3 separate regions of the Sus scrofa genome follow, and regions 1 and 2 are each linked to region 3. Evidence: chromatin contacts called from public HiChIP or PLAC-seq and promoter capture Hi-C data. All regions are on one chromosome and are shown on one strand. Each heading gives the region's core, a stretch centred on a gene start, on an enhancer-like site or on the middle of the called end of the contact. The rest is flanking DNA. Distances are from core to core; before and after follow the strand shown. Region 1 holds the start of TRAPPC9 (trafficking protein particle complex subunit 9). Region 2 holds the start of CHRAC1 (chromatin accessibility complex protein 1). Region 3 holds the start of PTK2 (focal adhesion kinase 1).

Region 1 (2,700 bases), core at 168-2,667, 410 kb after region 3:
TACCTTGCATGGATCTTACACAGACACCCTGAGCTAAACATGGTGCTCTATTCCTGGCACACAGACCTCCATAAAGGGTGGCCTCTCTTAGGGTCTGTTTTCCTTGTTCTATAACTGTCACCCTGCACCCTTAGTGCCATGGAGAAGCCACCTTGGGCAGCTTTTTTGGGGTCCTGGAAGCATTCTCTCTCGGCCTCTGGGAGACTCTGTTGAAAAACCCTTCTTGGCTGTCTGACCTGCTGGAAATCTCCCCCACTTGCTTTGCCCTGAAGATGTGTTCTGTTTCTAACTCATTCCTACTCCTTGGACAAGAATAAAAACTCCAATAGTTTTCCACTGACCCTGGGCGGGGATGAGGGATAGCTTGTTATGATTTTATAAGGAAAGCGTAAATAATAAGTCATAAAACAGCCTGGCCACAGAACAGAGGGTCAATAAATTCTTGCTGGGGTAAAGCAGAAGTGATGGCTCGGTTTTTCCCTGGCTGCTTGTATTTGCTGTACTAAAGGACACCTAAGGTAAAAAATTCAAACAGCGCAGAAATACACAAGGGAGTGGTCTCCTTTATCCGCTGTCCTCTCAGCCCTTCCTGGCGATGCCACTGTTTACAATTCCTTGTGTATTTTTTCAAATATGACATGCACAGTCCAACCTATGTTTGTAAATTCTTTTGTTGTATTTGTTTTAACCTAGAGGGGTTTAAATCCTTTCATGGCTTCTGCCCTTACCTAGCAAGCTAGGCGCTGGAACTAAGGACACTGAGGGGCCTATTCGGAGCCCTTGATGGGACCCTCAGAGTACGGAATGATTTACCCAGGAAGGTTGGGGACAGTCTGCTCCAGGCTTGGGCTCTGACCTTCTACCTCCCGCCCCGCCCGCCCAGGTCTTGCAACCTCGCAGATGAGGCACGCCAAGACTGTGCCTGCCTCAGTTTCCCTGCCTGGAAAAGGGGAACTTGAATCCTCCCCAGAGTAATTCTGAGCATTGATGACAACGCCTGCGGGTGCTTGGGCCCCGGAGCACGTCGAAGCCTGGCTCGGCGTGGGGGCAAGGAGTGTGATCCCCTGGGGATTTTGCAGGGGTGCGGTCTGGAGGGCTCCACCACCTAGGTGAACGTGAGCTGCGTGCCTAGAGGGGTCGGAAAGGGGCGCAGAGGCAGCACTGGCACTTCCTGGGGCGTGAACCGCCCCAGGAGCTGCTCCGCTCCGCTCCTTCCCCGTCTGGGTCCATCCACCCGCCCTCCGCCGCCTTCCTCCCTCCTCCCCTCCTCCCTCGGTCCACCCCGCAGCCTGCTCTTCTCCTCCCTCTTCTCTTCCCCCTTCGCCCCCTCCTCCCTCCCTCCTTCCCCGGTGTCTCTCCCAAAACCCGGAGTGGATCGCCGGGCGGGACGGGCCCGCGCATGCGCAGGGGCGGTGCCGGCTCGGCCGCCAGTCGGAAGCTCCAGCTCCGAGCGCGGGGAGCGGCCGCCGAGGCTGCTCGGCTCCACCGCCCGCCAGGCCGTTGGCTCCTGCTCCCGGCCCGGGGCCTCCGGCTGTGTAAGTGCCAGGATCGGGCAGGGGATCGCGCCGGCAGCGGGAGGGCTGTCCAAGCGACCCGGCGCGCGAGGGCGCGAGTCGGCGTGTGTCCCGCCGAGGGGCTCGCCCCAGCCCGCACCTGCCTGGGCCACCTGCCGTGGCCCCTTTCCCCGCCTGGCGGCCGGGCTGCACCTGCCGCCTGTCGGGCCGCGGCCCCGACTCTCCTCCGGGGGCGGAGGCCGGCCCCTTCCCCGCTTCCGCCCCCGGGTCCCCTCCGGCCGGGCGTCCTCTCCTTGGCCCCCGCCCCCGGCCGGGACCCGTGGCCGGGCTGGGGCTGCTCGGAGCCGGGCTGCCCGCGATCCCGGCGCTGCCCTGCTCTCCCTTTCCTTCCTCGGTCTCTTCTGGATTGAAAGTGCCTCCGATCCCGCTCGGCGGCGTCAGGCGCTGTTTCCCGGGGACAAGATCCCCGAATTGGAAAGTCCGGCTTCTCCGGCCAGGTCTTGGGAACAGAGAGAGCCCGCGCTGTGTTTGCCTTGGTCTCTTCCCTGTATCTGCCCCACGTAAATGCCTTTTAACGCGGGGTTTTCTGCGGTGGGGATGGGGCGCTTGTTGATTTCACATGTTTTGATGGAGGGAGGGGCTATAGTGTTGAAAGCAGGGCTCAGTTTAGTTAAAAATGAGCTGAAGGCATGAGGCTTTGAGGTCCTCCACCCCCCTCCGCGCCAGTTTAAACTTGTGACTGGCGATTTTTAAAAGGTAGTTATAGTGGCTTCCTGGTCCAGCCCGGCTAGTATTTGTTCGCATGAGACAACAGCAGTAGAGGCATATTGGAGACCCAGGAATATTGCAGTCCTAAGGATCTGGCAGGTTTTTAGTTGTTTGTTAAACTGTGAGGCAGGCTAGTAGTATAGAAGGAAAAATAGTTCTCAAGAGATATTTTTTCAAATAAGAGCTTTGAGATAATGTTCACATACCATGAAGTCCACCCATTTAAATCATTCAGTTCCGTGGTTTTGGAATGTTCACAGTCGTGCAACCACTATTCCAGAACCTTTTCATCCCTTCAAAAAGAAATTCCACTCCCATTGGCAGTGTCCCCTCCTGCAGCCGGTGGCAGCCACAAATTTACTTTCTGCATTTGCAGAGTTGGGGCATTTCATGTAAATGAATTCATACACGATGTGGC
Region 2 (2,700 bases), core at 72-2,571, 370 kb after region 3:
TAACTTATGAAAAATAATCAAAAGTGATTCAACAATGAGTCATATTTAATGACGAACCTCTGGAGTTAAAAAGGGCAAGAGACCATTCAAAAATTCGGTGTGGCTGAGGAACACACTTCCGTTTGAACACAGTGTTTCCAGGCTGTCCGCCTACAACCGTTACGGTCAACAACCTAAAGGTAAAAAAACGATCAGCTTCCCTTTCTGCCCAGACTGAGCCCTGGGCTGAGCCTCTGGGAATTTCTATTTTAAATCCACCTAGTTCCGTTAGTAAGGGATGGAAGAAGTGCTTGCGAAACTCCTCAATTCCTTAACACCTACAGAACGAAGCTGGACCCGAAAGCACAACTATCCCAAGACCACGTGACCTCCCACCGCCCTCACCCTGACCGTAGGGACACCGGACACTGGGCGCAACCAGCAGGGGCCGGAAGCCACTCTAGGGAACGTGAAAGCGAGGGAAACCGTGCAGCTGAAACCTGGCCCTGGGCAAGAACGCCCACCACGCGCCAAATCAAAAGACCGGGGAGGGGCTAGCACCTCCGGCTGTAAAACCACGGCCCTGGAAAGGCTAATTCTGACCTGGGGACGTGCGGCCCCGAAGACTGGGAGGAAGGCGCGGGCCCGTTCGCTCAACCGTCCGAGGGGTGGAGCCCAAAGCCACGAAAGCGGAAGCGGCCGGAAGCGACAAGAGGGGAGGGATTGGGGTTGGGGGCCGACAACTCGGGAGGAGGAGACGCCGAAGGAGGGGGGGTGGGCGGGGCGCTGGGCGCGCGGGGGAGGCCGGGAACGGAGTGGGCGGGGCGAGGGCGCGCGGGGTAAGACGGGATTGACGCCCGGGGGCGGGGCGAAGGGCGCGCGGGAGCTGGGGAGCGCGCGGCGGAAGGCAGCGAGGCCGCGCCCAGGAGAGCGCGCGGGCGCGCGCAGGGGAGCGGGCGGCGCGCGGGCCGAGGGGTACTGGGCAGCGCGGCGGGACTCGGCCGGGCTCGGAGGGCGGGGCGGGACGCAACGGTCCCGGGCGGCCCCCACTGTCGCCCTCCGCTTCTCACTCCTCCCCGCGCGGTCCGCCTCACCGTGGCCTTGGCCGTGAGCACCAGCGCCTCCTGGTTGATGCTGGACACCTCGGGGGAGCTCTTCATGATGACCCGGATGCGGGACAGGGGCAGCGACACCAGCCGAGGCTCCCCGCACTTGTCCTTGCCCGCGACCCCGTCCGCCATCTCTGCGCCCCGCCCCCGCGGCGGCAGCCCCGACCCGCCGCGAGGTGGCCGGCCCGCTCGGTTGGTGCGGGAGCGGCGTCCCGCTGCCCCGTGGGAGTTGTAGTGTCGGGAGGCGCGGCCCCGGGCGCGGACTACAAGCCCCGTGATGCCGCGCGCGGACGAGGCGGAAGGAAGGGCGGCTGGGCCGGGGGCGGGGGCCGGGGAGGCGTCTCCCTGAAGGTCGAGGCAGATACCGTGTAGGCAGGAGAGGACTGGGAACCGCGGGGGGAAGGGAGGGGGCTGGGCAGTGAGGAGCGCGGACGGCCCTGTTGATGAGAAGGCGCTTTGCTGGGAAGAGGAGCAGCAGCAACGGCGCGGAGGGAGGAGCCTTTCCGGAAAGCTCGGGAGGCGCGCTCTGCGCCCGGGGTGTGCGGGATGAAGGCGGAGAGGCGGCCTGGGGCCGGGTCCTATTGGATTGTAGAAGAAGGAAAATGGGGGTTCCCGTCGTGGCGCAGCGGAAGCAAATCCGACTAGGAACCGGGAGGTTGAGGGTTTAATCCCTGGCCTCACTCGGTTAAGGACCCGGCGTTGCCGTGAGCTGTGGTGTAGGTCGCAGACGCGGCTCGGATCCTGCATTGCTGTGGCTGTGGTGTAGGCTGGCGGCTACGGTTCCGATTGGACCCCTAGCTTGGGAACCTCCATACGCCCCGCGGGTGTGGCCCTAAAAAACAAAATAATAATAAGGAAAATGGGAAGTGCTGAAAGAGATCAGAGGGATGAGGGGATATGTCTCTTAAGTTGGGGGGGGGCTTTTGTTTGTCTTTTTAGGACCTCACCTGGGGCATATGGAAGTTCCCAGGCTAGGGGTCAAATCGGAGCTGTAGCTGCCGGCCTGCACCACAGCAACATGGGATCCTTAACTCACTGAGCCAGGCCAGGGCTGGAACCCGCGTCCTTTTGGGTGCTAGTCAGATTCGTTTCAGCTGAGCCGCGTCGGGACCTCCCGTCTTAAATTTTATTAAAAATCCCCCTGGCTATTGATGGAGAATAGACCGGAGGGGAGTGGTGAGGATGGGGAGGTTGAAAGGGTGGAAGCAAAGAAATTGCAGAGTAGAAGGTGATGGCAGGTGATGAAATGGGATGCAGGTGTGGCTGGGGTGAAGTGAGCTAGGGAACGGATGATAGGAAGTAGCCATGGGCCAGATGAGATAGGGCTTTGTAGATCACAGAATTCCTTCCAAAAGGGTTGGGGGGAGTAAGGGGGTCCCCCTTCAGTTTTACAAGGAATCCTCAAGTTGCTGTGTGTGAATAGATCGTCCAGGGGCAGGAGCGGAAGCAGGCAGAGAGCACAGTTAGGAAGCGGTTCCGGGGATGGAGAGAGACAGTGAGTCAGACCCGAGTGGAAGCGGTGATAGGGGATCTAATTTGACGATAGAGCCAGCAGGGCTTGCCAGTGTGTTATGGAGTAAGAGTGAAAGAACCGTGGTGCTGTTTGCTGAGA
Region 3 (2,700 bases), core at 154-2,653:
ATGAGGGGACGGACATCTGAGCCTGCAGGAAGTGGGAGTAAGAAGGTCCAAGCAGAGGGGAAGAGTTCCAGGTAGAGCAGACAGCCAGTGCAAAGGTACTGGGGCTGACACTGAGAGACCCGATTCCCTACAATCTTAAAAAAATGTAACCATATACATTTCATGAAATAACATTAAAACATTTAAACATGGTAAAACGCTTGCTGCTAAGCGAAAATATTTTATTTTACCTGATTTTGTTACAGCTGAATTACAGCTCCCTCTTGAGAAGGGAATGGAGGGGCATCTCTCTGAGCTTCAGCGAGTTCACCTATTCCACCCCTAGCCTGGGAACTGCCATATGCTACGGGTGCCGCCATAAAACGCAAAAAAAAAAAAAAAAGAGAACTGTGTGCCTATTCCCTTCTGACTTGGAGATCAAAGTGACACCATGAAAATGAAAGTTGTTCTGCTTCTGGTTTCATTTCCTACCACAAGTCTGACCGTGATTTCTTTCTTTCTTTTTTTTTTTAAGAACACAAATCAGATATCACCTCCTGCTTAAAACTCTCCAAAGTCTCCCTGCTGCCTAAAGAATAAGTGTTAGGCACCTGAAAACGACTTAAGGGGCCCCTGACTACCTGTATTTTTTACACAGTCCCCCCACCATGCTCAGTCGGAAGCTGTCAGCGCTTCTCCGGCTCTCGGCTCAGCTGCCCTCTGCCTACGGGTCCTCCTCCTCCTCGTCAAGCCTCAGCACCTGGCGGCCAGCACCTTGGGGGGTAATGGCCCCAGATCGGTGCCCCGCTGGCGCTCAGGTAGATAATGCGCCTATTTCTAAGCCTCTAAAGCGCTTTTCAGACCGTCTTCCAAGATCGAGTCTTGGTATCGCCCAGCACTAGCTATGATGCCACTGCGCAAATCCTTGAGCCTCAGTTTCCCTACCTGGAAAGGGACACCTAACGCATTAGGTTGGGCGTGAAGCCTGGCGAAGTCACGGCCCGGCCCGACATCCGTGCTTCCGACCCTGAGGCAGCGGGGCCCCGACCGGGGAGGCCTCCAGAGGGCCGCGTCTGGGACTGGGGAAGGCAAGGGGTAACGCGGCTTCCCCGCAGTCCGTCCAACCCGGCCGCCCCGAAGTGCGGCCAGAGGCAAGCCCGGGACGCCGGCTCCGCCCGCGCCGCCCCCCGCCCCCGGCCAGGGCCTCCCCGGGGCCGCCAGTCGGGGCCGCAGCCACGCCCGCGCGCAGCCCCAACACGCTCGAGGCCGGGGCCTGGCGTCCCCCGCGCGATCCCGGGAGCGGCGCCGGCGGCGTGCTGGGCATGCGCGGGGCGCGGCACGCATGCCCGGTGCTCCCGGGAGGCGGAAGCTCGGGTCGGGGACGCGGCCGGCGGCGCGCCGGCGGCGCGCGCCGCCGACGCAGCAGGACCCGAGGGCGCGAGCCCGCCGCCGCCGCCGCCGCCGCCGCTGGGCCGGGACCGCTGTGCGCCCGCGGCGTGAGGCGTGGGAGGGAGCGCGGCCCGTCAGCCGCGGCGCCGCCCGGTCGTCGTCTGCGGTCGCCTCGGGCGCCGAGCGCAGTCCGAGTGAGTGCGGGGTCCGGCCGGGGCCGGGGCCGGGGCGCGGGCGGGCGAGCGGCCGACTCCGGAGCTGGTGGCTGGCAGGGCCTCGGCCCGAGGGCGGAGGGCCGCGCGGGGCGGACCGGCCAGTCCCGGCGGCGGCGGAGACCGGCCCCTCCCGCGCCCGCCGCGGCCCCTGGAGGCCGGGCCGTGGGGAGCCCGGGACGCGGGGAAGCGGGGAGATGGGGTCGCGAGGAGGCCGGGAGCGCTGCGAGGCCGGGGGGTTCGGGGCTCGGAGAGTCCGAGGGTCTCGAGGCCGGTGTCGTGGGAAGGCCGGGGGCTCGGGGGCAGGGCGATTGGGGGGTGCGAGGAGGCCGGGGGCTCGGGGAGGCCGGGGGCTCGCGGGCCGCCGGGAGGCCGGGGATTCGGGAGCTCGGAGGGTCTGGAGGCCCGGGGGCGGGGGAGGCCGGGGGCTCGGGGAGTCGGGCCGGCCTCTGCCGGAGGGGCCGAGGCCTCCAAAACAAAGGGGAGAGAGAGGAAGGAGGGGAAGAGGGAGATCCGCGGGGACGCGGGGGATCGGCCGGACGCCGAGCGAGGACTCCCCGGCCCGCGGCGGGCAGGGCCGGGCCTCGAACCCGCGAGCGGGGCGCCGACGCCGGCGGTGAGTCGCGGCCGGCGCTCAAGTTTCTGTCGCCCGGCGGCTTTCTCAGCGATGACCCAGAAGACCTGGCTTGATTCATTGCGCTGAGCTGCCCAAGTTTCCTCCTGTTCTCGCCCCAGCCCCCAGCTCTGCTGCGCCGGCCGAGTAGGTGGAAGCTCTGCGTGCCGCTTGGTGCTTGGTTGTATTTGATTGCAGGATTTTGTAGCTTAATGCACGAAGTAAAGGGTTTTTTTTTGGGGGGGGGAGTTGTTTGTTTGTTTGAGCCATTTCAACAGTGTCTTATTCTTGTTTAGTTAGCCTGCAGCTGGGTTTTTGGCAGTGAGACTAAAATAATAGTAATATTGTAGTAATTATGGGAAATGGCTGAAATACAGTCAAGACGAAGGCGATGTAAGAGTTTGGGGGTCTGTACTTAAGATGACCATCATTGGGGTTCTTACTTAGGATGTGAATATTTTCGTGGTTGGAAAAACGGGCCATTACCGTTTGAAATGAAATACCAGA

Evidence for each region. Promoter capture Hi-C pulls out the DNA fragments that hold promoters and counts their contacts. HiChIP or PLAC-seq counts read pairs in DNA pulled down with a chosen protein or histone mark.
Region 1: a promoter capture Hi-C map of liver shows a contact between it and region 3, with 2.6 times the contacts expected there. The contact joins the promoter of TRAPPC9 here to the promoter of PTK2 in region 3. A contact is called at or near these places in 2 of 5 promoter capture datasets (fetal liver and liver), 1 of 47 Hi-C or Micro-C datasets (heart right ventricle) and 1 of 2 datasets of contacts at active chromatin or transcription factors (skeletal muscle).
Region 2: an H3K27ac HiChIP or PLAC-seq map of alveolar macrophages shows a contact between it and region 3. The contact joins the promoter of CHRAC1 here to the promoter of PTK2 in region 3. A contact is called at or near these places in 1 of 5 promoter capture datasets (liver) and 1 of 2 datasets of contacts at active chromatin or transcription factors (alveolar macrophages).

What each region holds. Positions count from the first base shown.
Region 1 is chr4:3,063,837-3,066,536 of Sscrofa11.1, forward strand. TRAPPC9 (trafficking protein particle complex subunit 9) reads left to right here and starts at 1,418. Exons shown (of 24, transcript XM_021088861.1): 1 at 1,418-1,535.
Region 2 is chr4:3,027,487-3,030,186 of Sscrofa11.1, forward strand. It overlaps CHRAC1 (chromatin accessibility complex protein 1), which reads right to left and starts at 1,322. Exons shown (of 3, transcript XM_021088860.1): 1 at 1,074-1,322. The coding sequence starts at 1,220.
Region 3 is chr4:2,655,203-2,657,902 of Sscrofa11.1, forward strand. It overlaps PTK2 (focal adhesion kinase 1), which reads left to right and starts at 1,404. Exons shown (of 31, transcript XM_021088851.1): 1 at 1,404-1,562.